Linked DNA regions of Mus musculus: regions 2 and 3 are each linked to region 1. The links are chromatin contacts, called in public promoter capture Hi-C maps. All regions are on one chromosome and are shown on one strand. The core of a region is the stretch at or near the end of the contact, and the rest is flanking DNA. Distances in the headings are between cores, read along the strand shown. Region 1 holds the start of Stag2 (stromal antigen 2). Region 2 holds the start of Ube2a (ubiquitin-conjugating enzyme E2A). Region 3 holds the start of Bcorl1 (BCL6 co-repressor-like 1).

Evidence for each region. Promoter capture Hi-C pulls out the DNA fragments that hold promoters and counts their contacts.
Region 2: a contact with region 1 is called in a promoter capture Hi-C map of cranial neural crest. The contact joins the promoter of Ube2a here to the promoter of Stag2 in region 1. A contact is called at or near these places in 1 of 39 promoter capture datasets (cranial neural crest) and 1 of 484 Hi-C or Micro-C datasets (B cells).
Region 3: a contact with region 1 is called in a promoter capture Hi-C map of cranial neural crest. The contact joins the promoter of Bcorl1 here to the promoter of Stag2 in region 1.

The regions. Positions count from the first base shown.
Region 1 is chrX:42,147,817-42,151,871 of GRCm38.p6, reverse strand. Stag2 (stromal antigen 2) reads right to left here and starts at 1,718. Exons shown (of 34, transcript NM_001290713.2): 1 at 1,581-1,718.
Region 2 is chrX:36,872,152-36,875,894 of GRCm38.p6, reverse strand. It overlaps Ube2a (ubiquitin-conjugating enzyme E2A), which reads right to left and starts at 1,600. Exons shown (of 6, transcript NM_019668.4): 1 at 1,366-1,600; 2 at 1,104-1,184; 3 at 703-728. The coding sequence starts at 1,409.
Region 3 is chrX:48,339,612-48,343,681 of GRCm38.p6, reverse strand. Bcorl1 (BCL6 co-repressor-like 1) reads right to left here and starts at 2,324. Exons shown (of 15, transcript NM_178782.4): 1 at 2,199-2,324; 2 at 802-881.

The DNA.
Region 1 (4,055 bases), core at 469-2,968:
TCCGTGGGAGAAAGGGGGTACGGAATTTACACTCCAATGTGAAGGGAAGATGGGGTTTTACCAGGGTCGAGGAGGAGGCGGCCCGCGCATTTTAAGGAACCATTGCAAACCAACACAAGCGTCTCCTTTACTTAAACCTAACCCCACAGATCAAAAGTTTCTGATAGACATAGCATAGAAGCTGGAAATAATCATTAAATCAAAAACCACGACCCTCAATTTAAAAACTACATACAGAAGAAAGGAGGAGGGAGAGGGAGGGAGTAGGCAACAACATAAAAAAACATCCTAGGCCACGGAGAAGAAAGTCTCCCAGACCGGATGAAACTACTAATGCAATATTAAAAATTCAAGTCGAGCACCAAAGCCCGAAAAAAAAAAATCACACGAGAACCCATTACCGTTGAGGATTAAAAATAAAATGACATATAACACCAAGGAGAAGAAACTAAATGCCGAAAGTACAGCGGTTTATCAAAAAAATAATAAAAAAAATCAAAACTAAAGGCAAAACAAGACATTGTCGCGGCGGGAGGGAAAGGGAAAAAAAGGCCGAAATCAACAATACGTTTACAATTCTAGGCCAGAAGAAAATGGGAACGGGGCTCAAAGTTTTGCGGAACTACTTGATGCTGTTTCCCACACCTTCTCTCTCCCATGGCCCAGCCGACCCTTTTTCTCCTAAAATTGTAGTCCGCAGATCTCCGGATACGTGAGAGAAGAAAAGAGAAAGTCGCCCTCAAGCAAGAATAAAAGTGTGGAGGGAAAACAGAGGCTGCCTACCTGGGGCAAGGATCAGCTCAGTTCGTGCCTTGAGAAAGACAGTGCGGGTGGGGGTGGGAACGAAAAAGCAGCACTAAAACTAAAACAAAAGTGGCGCCAAAACCCCCCAACAAACAGCCTTCCACTCCCGCCCTTCCCCCCCCTCCGCCCATGCCAGGCAGGCAGGGCCCCCTTCGGGGCAAGCTCTACGCGCTGGGGACCGACGCCGCCGGACCCCAAACGATTTCGAAAATTGGTGCCCTAAGAAAACTGACCGAAGTCGGGGCCTCGGGAAGGATGGAGAGATCGATGCCAACCGCTTTGCCCAAGCAGTTCCCCCACCACGCGCTGGAGATGATGGGGCGGGGGAGAGAAGCCGAGGGGCCCGTCACATGAATGTTGTTCCCTCTCTAGGAAGGGAGGAAGAGAGGGAGGGAGGGAGGGAGAGAGGGAGGGGAGGGAGGGGAGGGGAGGGGAGGGGAGGGGAGGGGAGGGAGGGAGGCAAGGAGGGGAAGGGAGAGGGGAGGGGGGACGAGGGAGGGGTGTGAGCAGAGTAGATTTTCCCTCGCCTCCCTCGGTCCGAGGCCCAAATAGACACAAACGAGCCTGCTCGGCCTCCCCTCCCCCCGGGTTCCCAGCACCACCATCTTGCTCGCTTCCTTCCCCGCACCACCACGGCGCGCTCTCCCACCGCCACCACCACCACCCCCCCTCCCCGCCACCACACGCCACCGGGCCGTGGCCTCCCCGGGTTTGCCCCTTTCTTCTCCACCCGTCCCCCCCCCGAATCCCGGCCAGGGATGGCACCCCCACCCCACCTCCAGTCTGGGGGGCTCTCGTCCCCCTCCACGGGCTGCTTAAGAGGCCCCGGGAGGAGAGGAAGCGAGCGAGCAGGCTACGCGGAGGCGCCGAGCCTCCATCTTGCGCCGCTGCGCGTTCTCCATTTTGGGCCACCCGTGGGGGGGGGAGCCCCCTCCGCCGAGGTCCCCGGGGGAGACTTGGGCGAGGGAGGCGAAGGGACAACCTTCCAGCGAGGGGAGTGAGAAGGGAGCGTCTTGCGCTAAAAAAGCGGCTCCGGGAGGAAGGAGGCGGGGAGGGGACGCAGGGGGCGACTGCAAGTTCCTTGGAAGTGTTGGGGTAGCGACTTGGGGACGGAGAGGACAGGCAGGGGGTGACGCGGGGCCGGGGCGACGCTGGCTCGCTCCCCGCCCGGACACGGCCACTCGCTCGCTCGCTGCCCCGCGCGGGGCCCCCTACGAGGCCGCGGCCCGGCCCCGGAGCGCCCGGCCTTCTCGGCTCCCTCCCGGCCGGCCGCACGCTCTCTTCGCCCGATCGCAAGCACACACACCTCACGGTGGGCCGCGCGCCCTCCGGGTGCCCCTCCAAACTTCTAGAAGCTTCGCCTCCGCCATTTTATAACTTACCTCCCCCCTCAGCGTCTACAGAGGCAGCAAGGAGACTGTTGGCCTCCCCCACTCCTTCCTTCTTTCTCAGGCCGGGGGCTTCTTCACCCCTGGGCTGGTACAAGATTTTTCCCCCTTCCTCTTCTTTCCACCCTTGAGTTCTACTGAGGGACGGAAGCTCCCGCGGGTCTAGAGCCGTGGGGGGGTTTGAAAGTGGCGGTCGGATCCGGCGGGGTGCTTTTTTTGTTTTGTTTTGTTTTTTTCCCTTTTTTCTGTATTTTTTTTCCTTTCTTTTTTTTTTCTTTTCTTTTTTTTTTTTTTCTTTCTTTTTTTTTTTTTTTTTTTTTTTTTTTTTGGTGGCGCTTCGGGATTGTTTGGGGTGTTCGCTCTTCGGCGACTTGGAGGCGAATGGAACGCGCAGGCGCCATCTGTCGGCCGCGAACCCGCGGCCCAGCTCCTGTTGGGAGGCAGCGGCATCTAGCGGCGGCGGGCTGCCATTGCGGCGCGCGCCACGCAGCCCTCCCACCCGCCAGCCTCCTCCCCGTGTCGCCGACCAATCGCCGCCGCCGGACTCCCCGCTTCCGCGGCTCGGACGCCTCCTGTGAACGGGGCGCCCGCAGGGGCGCGCCGCCGAGTGGGGTAAACAAGCTGGCGTGCCCGCGCCTCTCTTACTCAGCCGTTGGGACGCGCTTCCGCCCTGCGCGGACTGGCTGAGGGCCCACGGCGCCACCGAGGAGGTCGCCGAGAGGCCGGCGACAGTGTCCACTGGAGCCCCGCCGTGGGAATTCCGGGGCTTCAGCGGGCCGATCGTCCGGCTCCCCGCCCCCTGCGCAGCCCTGGCAGCCCTGCAGGCTAGCAGCACCCTTCAGAGCTCTCCAACACAACCCACCCCAGTAAAGGGCCACTTGTTCCCAGATCTCTGGTTTCCTCACGTCCTTTCCAACACTCCTCACACTTCCTCCCCAAAAGACCCAACTAGGCCACTTGATCCCAGCGAGAATGGATAGCTTGGCAATTTTGCTTGCTTTCTTTTTTCCTTCGAGTATGGTTTAAAGATTCTCTTTATCAGGAAGACTACGGGTGGGGGGAATTACATATAATTATACATATATATGTGTATGTGGATATATAGATATAATTTTCAACTCACTATTCCTGATCCATAAAAATGTGAGCTCCATACTCAAATTCTACTAGACTTAGGGAGCTGGACTACTAGGCTAATTGGCCGCTCAGCCGGTTTTATAGGTGACTTTTGGGGGCGGAAGAGGAGATGGGACCAGACAAAGTGGCGTGAAATCCACGTGCAAGGACAGGGTTAGCAGGGGACCTGTGGAGATTACTAGACACTCACTGCTGCCTTGTGTGGAGGCGGCCTTGCCACATTGTTAACAATTACAGTTCTTGGTACTTCCTCATAGCCCTCCCACAAGTATTTTGAAGTACAGAAAGACCTTTTGCACCCAGTCCAACTCCCTTGACTCTTTATCACCCTTGGGTGTTTATTGTGAGGATATTTTTTCTTTTTGTCACTTCATTTCCAGTCCACCCTACATGACCTTTGCCTAGAGCACTGTATGCGGGGGTGGGGGACACTCAGGAATGGCCTGTCCCTGCCAAACTTCTCTTCTCCTAGGACAGGAAGGGAACTATTAATAACAGTGTCTCCATTGCTGTTACAGAACTTCCTAGCCGCCTAAAATAGCCTCAGATTAAGTAGTATTTGTTCCATTTGTTTTACATATGGATTTAAAATACCTTCCTCCGTATTAAATTGTTTCAAATAAGTAATAAGACAAATGGAAAATATTATGAGCTGAGGAAATGGTGACATTACACCCAATCAGGAATCACAGGGCATTCCTGATGCAATATAATGATGACTTTCAG
Region 2 (3,743 bases), core at 351-2,850, 5.3 Mb after region 1:
AACATTCAAGTAGACTGGATACCGGCCAAACGGGGGCTACTGTGAGGCAAATCTCAATTCTGAAACTGCTTTGAGATTATCAGTCAGAGGATCTAACCGGAAACACACACTGTAAATGAATTGAAAACTCAAGGAACAACATTATACTGAAATTAGACATGGAAGAGCATCTCTAAAGAAGTGAGGCTCGTGACCTTAGTGACATTGCTCAAGCCAGGCAGGCAACTGTATGTCAGAGAAGCTTGCATCCATTCAGCACTAAACAAGCCACACACTAAGCACTGCTGAACACACTTCTTGCCCTGGGGATGGAACGCTTTGTGGACCAGATGGTTGCTGGTGAACTGGTTTCCTGCTGCATTATCTCTGTGGGGGCTAAAGTTAGCAAGAAGGCTGCTCAAACCTCCACAACCCTGAATACCAGCGCTGTGGCACTTCTTTTAAAAAGTGACTACTTTCACCCAGGATGGATTAAACGGGGGGGGGGGGAGACGACACAAACGAACGGAAAAAGTGAAGTTTTGATTAAGCCTAGGTCTAGCCAGAACAATCCGCCACACACTGAATTTCACTTGAGCCTTTGGTGGTCAGAGGTGGCAGGGGCAAAGCCGCTTCTTTAAGTGGGGGGCGCTTGCTGATACCCGGGACCCCCTTTCCCCTGAAGAGTAGGCTCCTGAAAGGTGGGCTAAGAAACTCTCTTACCATCCTCAAACGGGGTCCCTTCGGGCCTGCAACACAGAATAAAAACAAAAACAAGAGCCCGTTAGTGCCGGCTCAGAGGGTCCCCGCCTCCCCGCAGCCTCAGAGGCGGCGGCTCTGTCAAGGTTTCCCATCCCTGCCGCCTGGTCCGTCCCGCACCGCTGTCCCGGGTTAGGAAAAGGCGGCGCAGGCCGCCGCAGCCTCCGCTGCCCCTCGCCACCAAGAACCCCAAAGAGTTCCCCTAGCAGAGAGAAGGCAGCTAATCGAGGCAGAGGCTCCGGGGAGGCGCCTAGGCCCAAGCAACCCCAACTCTCTTCCCCTTTCCCCCCATGCGCGGCTCGTCTAGGGGCCGGCCCCGGTCCTCCCTGCCCCGGTCGCCGGCGAGAGCCGGCCCGCAGACTCACCCAAAAATGACCGCATTCCAAACCATTATGTTGTTCTCCGACGGAGCCCCGCTCACTCCGGCCGGAGGATCTTCCTGTAACCTTCAGAAACAGACACACAGCGGCTGCCCTCAGCCCCGCGATTCGCCGCCGGGATCCCCCTCCCCATCACACCCGGAGCCGCTCCGCTTCGGGCTCCGCCCTGTGCCCCCCGGCAGGCAGGCAGGCAGGCGGGCAGGCAGGCCGCCCCCTCGAGCGCCTGGCCCTCGCGGACGCGGGTTACCTCTTGAAGTCCCTCATGAGGCGGCGCCGGGCCGGGGTCGACATGGCTTTAGCGGGCTCAGCAGTCGGGCATATACCAGGGTCCGCGGTCCCCGAGGAAGCCGAGGAAGCCGGAGAAGCCGAGGAGGCGCCGAGAGGGACGGCACTGCCGCTCCGGAGCCGAGGGTCGGTCTGGCGCCGGCTAAGCACCACCCCAGAGTAGACGGGGGCCGAACCAACCTGGGGAGAACGCGCGGGGGGGTGCGGGGAACGCCTTACGCCCGGCGGACCGTACCAAGGCGGCCACGGGGCGGGGAGAGCCAAAGTTGACCTGTCAATCACGTCCCACCTGAGAGCCCTGGCCCTGGACCTAAGGGAGGAGGTGGCCAAGTTCCCTGGGGGAAAAGGCTAGGCGGGAAGCAAAGGAAACCTTCAAGTCCCGGTGATTTAACAGGGAGCAGCGCGGGCCCCACTTGCTGACTTGAAGAGGAACCCCTGCGAAGTTTTCTTTTTATAGGTACTTACTTTTTTTCGGGAAGGAGGGGCTCTTTTTCTATCTTTTTTCCCCCTCTGTTGAGACAGAGTCTCCTATAGGCCAGAGAACCTCGAACTCACTGTGTCGTTGAGCATGATTTTGAACTCCTGACTCTCCTGCTTTCACCTCCCAAATGCTGGGATTACAAGAGTGCACCACCATGCCAGTCTTTTAATTACTTCTTGTTTTGTTATTGGTTCCCCCTTCTTCCTCCACTTATTTGTTGATTGATTGATTGGCTGATTGATTGTAGGGTTGGTCTCTTGTAGTATCTAATGTAACACAGGCTAACTCAGACTCACTGTGAATCCCAGAGGCTGGACTTGGAGGTCACCTCAGCCTGCCAGGAATATGTCTTTAACCTTTCTTCTGTTTTGACAAAGAATGAATTATTAAACTGCCAACTACTGTTTAGGGTCGGGGAAAGAGGCGAGAAGATTAGTTGAAAGAAAAGAGTGGAGGAAAGACTTGGCACAGGCAAAGCAGTTCTCCAAAGGCAAGGATGTTAGGGTCACAGTCCTGTAGACACGAGAGGCTGGGGTAACTGCTTAAAGTCATGGGGAAAGTAATATAAATAAATAAATAAATAAATAAATAGCTCTTGAGTATGAAAATGGACTTTGGGTCCATCTTCTTTGAGATGAGGGTGCACAATTCAAACCCAACTTTTAACCCTAGGACTGAATGAAATGATGTTGGGGGGCAGTGGCAGAAATGAGAGCTTCGCCGTGGTGGCGCACGCCTTTAATCCCAGCACTCGGGAGGCAGAGGCAGGCGGATTTCTGAGTTCGAGGCCAGCCTGGTCTACAAAGTGAGTTCCAGGACAGCCAGGGCTACACAGAGAAACCCTGTGTCGGAAAAAAAAAAAAAGAAAGAAAAGAAAAGAAAGAAAGAAAGAAAAAAAAGAAATGAGAGCTTCTCCCAGGGAAAATAGACTTTTTACAATCTCTATGGGTACTCACAATTTGTCTCTGGAACCACATTTCCCCTTGGTAATTCAGCAAGCCAAGCAGCTAGTTTAGAAGAGTCTGAGGTATGAGCTTATCCAGCTGGAGAGTATTGGAAGGACCGGAGGCGGCAAGGAGAGGCAGGGCGCACAGGAAAAGCTGCAAGTCTCAGGCAAGCCTCCCAGGGAGTATAGGGACCTGCAAAAGCAAGAACAGTTTCAAAGAAGCATTTTCAAAGATCAACCCAAAAGTCACTTAGTGGGCAGACAAGGATGCTGGAAATTATGAGAAAGGCAGGTTTGAGTTAAATCTGGGAGAGTTTTGAATGCCAAGCTAATGGAATCCTTGGAAGGTAGTGGAGGCAGGAAGCGACACCATTAGAGCTGGGCATTCAGAATCTTCTCCCTAGAGAGCAAGAAAGTAGCTGCAGGGCTCTTTTGCTACTGTGGAGGAGAAACACTGTATCAGGCAATCTCACCTCCCAGAGACAAGCGCATCCTTTACCATGGGAACTACTACAGCTTCAGTCTTCAACAGAGATTTTCTTTCCCATTAAATCCTGCTCACATTTTGAAATCAATCTCTCTCTCTCTCTCTCTCTCTCTCTCTCTCTCTCTCTCTCTCTCGGAGAGCCCAGTCTTCTATAGTCATCAGAGAAAAGGAGGGGGGTAAATAAAGAGCACTTGGCAATAGATTGAATGTGGTGGCAAGAATGATGCTTTAAACCCTGAGAGCAGTGGGGCTTTGAAGTGGCCGTTAACAGAACTAGGCATAAAGGGTGAAGGGACACATCTGGGAGAAGAAATTTTGAGTGGGACTTCCTGAGCTCCTGGGAGTGATGAAACAGCCATGCGAAGATGTCCAGAAGTCATCAGGTGCATAGGAGTAGGAAGCACATACCAACAGTAGTGATTTTCC
Region 3 (4,070 bases), core at 1,075-3,574, 6.2 Mb before region 1:
GTCGAGTCCAGCCTTGTTCGCGGGCGGCGCCTGCCAGCGCTGCAAGAGACTACAACTCCCAGAATGCGGCCTTGGCGAGGGGGGGGATGGGGAGGAGGAGGCGAAGGGAGGGAGCAAGCATGAGAAGGAGGGACTAAAGCTGGGAGCAAGCGGCGGCGAAGGGGGCAGAGCCAAGCAGCCCCGGTGACACTGGGAGGGGAGGGGAGAGGAGGAGGAGGAGGAGGGGATCGCAGAGAGAACCGAGCAGATTCCAGAGAGAGAGGCAGTGGTAGCTGTAGCAAGCTGGGCAAAAAGATAGACTCCCAAGAAAGGCGGAGGCACTCAATCCGCGGGGCTCCAAGAGCTCCACGCCCCCCACCCCGATGCCCCTTAGGAGGGAGGTTGAGGAAGGGAAATGATCTGGGCACTGGGGCCAGAGGCTTGGTTGTCTGCCTTCCTTCCAACATTCTCCACCTTATGCCCCAACCTGACTTTCTCAGGCCACTAGTGCCAGAACCAGTGTGCAAATCACTCTTTGAACCATCCCCAGATCTCCCCTGCCCTGGTACCACAGAGCACACGTATTCAGTCCCCTTTTCCCAGGAGCCTAAGGGAGGCTCCCCTTGCAAGCAGGGTGTGACTCTTCCATTCTTCCCGCACCCCCCCCAGTCGCCACCCTCCATCTCCTTCCCCGGAACCCTCCCCGAAGTAGGGGCTCGCCTTTCTCTCCCCGCCAGGAAAGAGTCCTGGGGGCGACTACCCACCTCTACTCTTATACTGGGCCCCAACCCACCAGCATCCCCTTAGTCGTGTCCCCCTTACCGAAGTATTAGTGGGGGCGGCCGTAGTTGGACTAGTGTCTACTTTCCCTCTGACACTAGCTGTCCTTCACCACGCTGACCCTGTGGAAACACAGAGAAGCAAAGCACATTAATGCTCCCGTATCCCACCCTCCACGTTCGAGCCCCCACAGAAATGGTTCATAGTAAAGAGGTTGGTACTGGAAGTGAGCTGAGAGTAACTCCAGTCCTCAAACCCCATTCTGGTCATGAAAATCCAGGGATCCGTCCCTTTCCTTAAAAGCCATCAAAAAAGCTTGGATCCGGGGCTTAAATTATCTAAACCCCAGGTCCACACCATGCCAAGCAACATTACCTGGCAGGAATAAGACACAAACTAGGCTGCCCCCAAGGGAGGGAAAGTGCAGCCCTCGACGCCTTCCACCCCTCCAAAGCATACCACTAGGAGATTTAGATGGCCAAGGATAAGAGGGAGACGGAAGGGGTGCTGGAAGATTGGAAGGATTGTGGTGGGGAAGGGTCCACCGACCCCGAAGAGCAGAATCCAGATGCTAAGAGGTGGAGTGGTGGGGTGCGGCATATTGCAGACGGCGTCTTCCCTCGGTTTTCCGGGAATCGCCTGGGAAGCCCGTCCAACACCGGGAGTTGCTTACCAGTCAGTCCCCTAACCCCATTTGTGCGCGGGAGGCGACCGGAGCCCAGCTGGGAAGCCCGGGCACAAACTCCGCGGAAGCTGGCCTTCGCCGCCACCGCCGCCGCCGCCGCCGCCGCCGCCGCCGCCGCTGCCGCCGCGCTGCCTCGGGCCTCCCTCCCTCCGCTTTCGGCCCCGCAGATCTACCTTCGCCCCCGGCCGAGGCCAGACCCCGCTTGCAACTCCACGCCCCTACTCCACCCCCTGCTCTCCCTCCCCTCGCCCTCTCCTCCCGGTCGGGCCCAGCCCCTAGCGCCGCCCCGCCCTAGCGCTCGGTCCAGAGCCCAGCAAGTGCCCCGAACTCGCCCCCCACCCCCACGCCCAGGCCAGCCGGGCCGGGCCTGCTCTCCCCCCTCCCGCTGCGCCCCGCCCCCCGAATCCACGTCCTACTTCGCCACCCAACTCGGCCCGGTCCCGGTTCGTCCCGCGCCCACGCCGCCAGAGTCCGCGGTTCGGTCCGGTGCACGGTCACCCACCCCGCCCTTGCCCGGGTGCCGGCCTGCCTGCCCTCGGCAGCCCGCCGGAACGCGCGGTCCCTATCTGAGTCCGGCTCGGGGTGCCGGCCTCGGTCCTGGCGGCGGTGCAGCGTCTCCACGAGGGCTCGGATCACGCAAGATCCGAACCCGCGCAGGGTGGGGGCTGCGAAAAGCAAGTTTCTTTATCCTCCCCCCCCCCGCCCCCGCCGCAGGGCCACGCCGTTCCCGCCCCCGTCACAGCGCCCCCTTCACCTGGGCAGAGCCCCCCGGCTGCTGTCGCAACTTTGCTCTTCTCCACACCGCCCGGGAAGCGGGCGAAGCGGGAGTAGGAGGGAGGTGGCGGGAGGGGGGGTGCTGGGATCAGGCCGCTGGGCTCCCGGAGGACACGTGGGGGAGGAGGGGAAGGAGGAGGAAGAAGGGGGCGGGCCTGCACTTCTCGGGGCTCCCCCCTACCAGCCCCAGGGAAGCCGGAACCTCGCTGGGCAGCCGCAGACCCCGCACTGGCCACGGGGAAGAACGGAGCCACCTTTCCCCAGCCAGTCCTCCGCTCCAGGAAGGGGGGGGGGGTGCCGCAACGCCGTTCGGGGTCGGAGAGCGATCGTTTTCGCTCCTGGTTGATGTGTAACACGCTCTCCCCGTTTTGTTGTTGGTTTTTTTTCTTTTCTTTTCTTTCTTTCTTTCTTTTCTTTTTTTTCTTTTTTTGACTCGGTCTATGTAGGAGGGCGGGGGTCTCGCCCGAGGGGAACGCCCCCGCCAGACACCCCGCCCTTCCTCCGGGCCCCCCACTTCCCCACCCTTGGCGACCTCCGCGCGTGGTTCTGGCGCTCCAGCACTGAGGCCGCGCTCAGGCGCAGTCCTAGCCCGGGCGCCGAAGTGGGACAGGTGCTAGGGCAAGAAAAAATGCCCGGTCCTCGCCGCCTCGCCTCGCCTCCCGAGTCCGCTCGGCCCACTCTTCGTGGCAACCTCCCAGGCTGCAAAAACCTTGGGTCACCCTCAGTGGATATCACTTGCTAGGGTGTGGAGGCATCTGGTTTGGCGGGGAGACCCGAGGGAGGAAGGGACGAAAGGTCTATAAAGAGGAAAGCTTGCAAGACTTTGCAGAGGGAAATCTGCCTAGAAGGACCTAGGGCTTGGTTTCTGCCTGCTTTCCCTCTGGGCTCTTGAGACACCAATCTGAGTCCCCTGACCCTTCCCCTTTACCCTAACGACCGCCTGCCAGGCCAAGGGAGTATAAATCCTTCCTGTGTTTATATCGCCGGCCATCCCTGAGACTTGAAGGGCTTATAGGCTTGTGGACCACATTCGAACTCTGCTGACTTACATTAACTCCAAGGAGAGAGGCTTTGAGGAGGGAAAGCTGCTGCTTGACATGACTTTCAGTCTTAGGTTGTTTCTTAGCAGCTCCAACCCTGATCTGATGGTGAGGACTTCCAAGGTATTGTCTCTACCCAGAGGGTATCAGGAAACATAGTCAACAGTTCCTAAAGGATTCGAAACAGGATGTGAAATAACAGGAACTTGGGAAAATAATCTCTATGTCCAGACATATTGATATTATTTAGTATATATTTATCTATGCTAAGGAAGCCAGAGAGGTCATTTGAACTAGAAGGAAACCCTGCTGAATTAATGACTTTCTCTTCTCCCTACCCCCACCCCCCATTCCCACCCCTCTAGGCCCAGAAGTTCCATCTCTGAGCTAGGGGGTGTTTTGTTTTTGTTTTCTTCTTTGTGAAGTCTTCATGGATGGCAGTTGAGACTTGCCTGCTGTTCCCCTCACCTGGTCTGAGAGATGTATATGAGAGCAGCTAAGGCTCTGGTGGTCTTGCTATTGTCTGAGATCTGCTGTTAGTACCCCAATTGCCTGTCCTCACCACCCTCACCACTAATTCGAGCAATGTATATATAGTAGGGCCACCCAATTTTCCCCCTTTGGGAATCTCTTCACTAGTTATTTTACTTGGCCACACCTGCCCTCCAGTGCACACACCCACACACCCACACCCACATTTAAAAACTGTTTTGCACCAAGCAAAAATGAGGATTCAGAAATATGTTTGAGTTCATCAACATATGAACTCAATATGCATCACTTAACAGGGAAATCACCTCCATGTGCCTTGC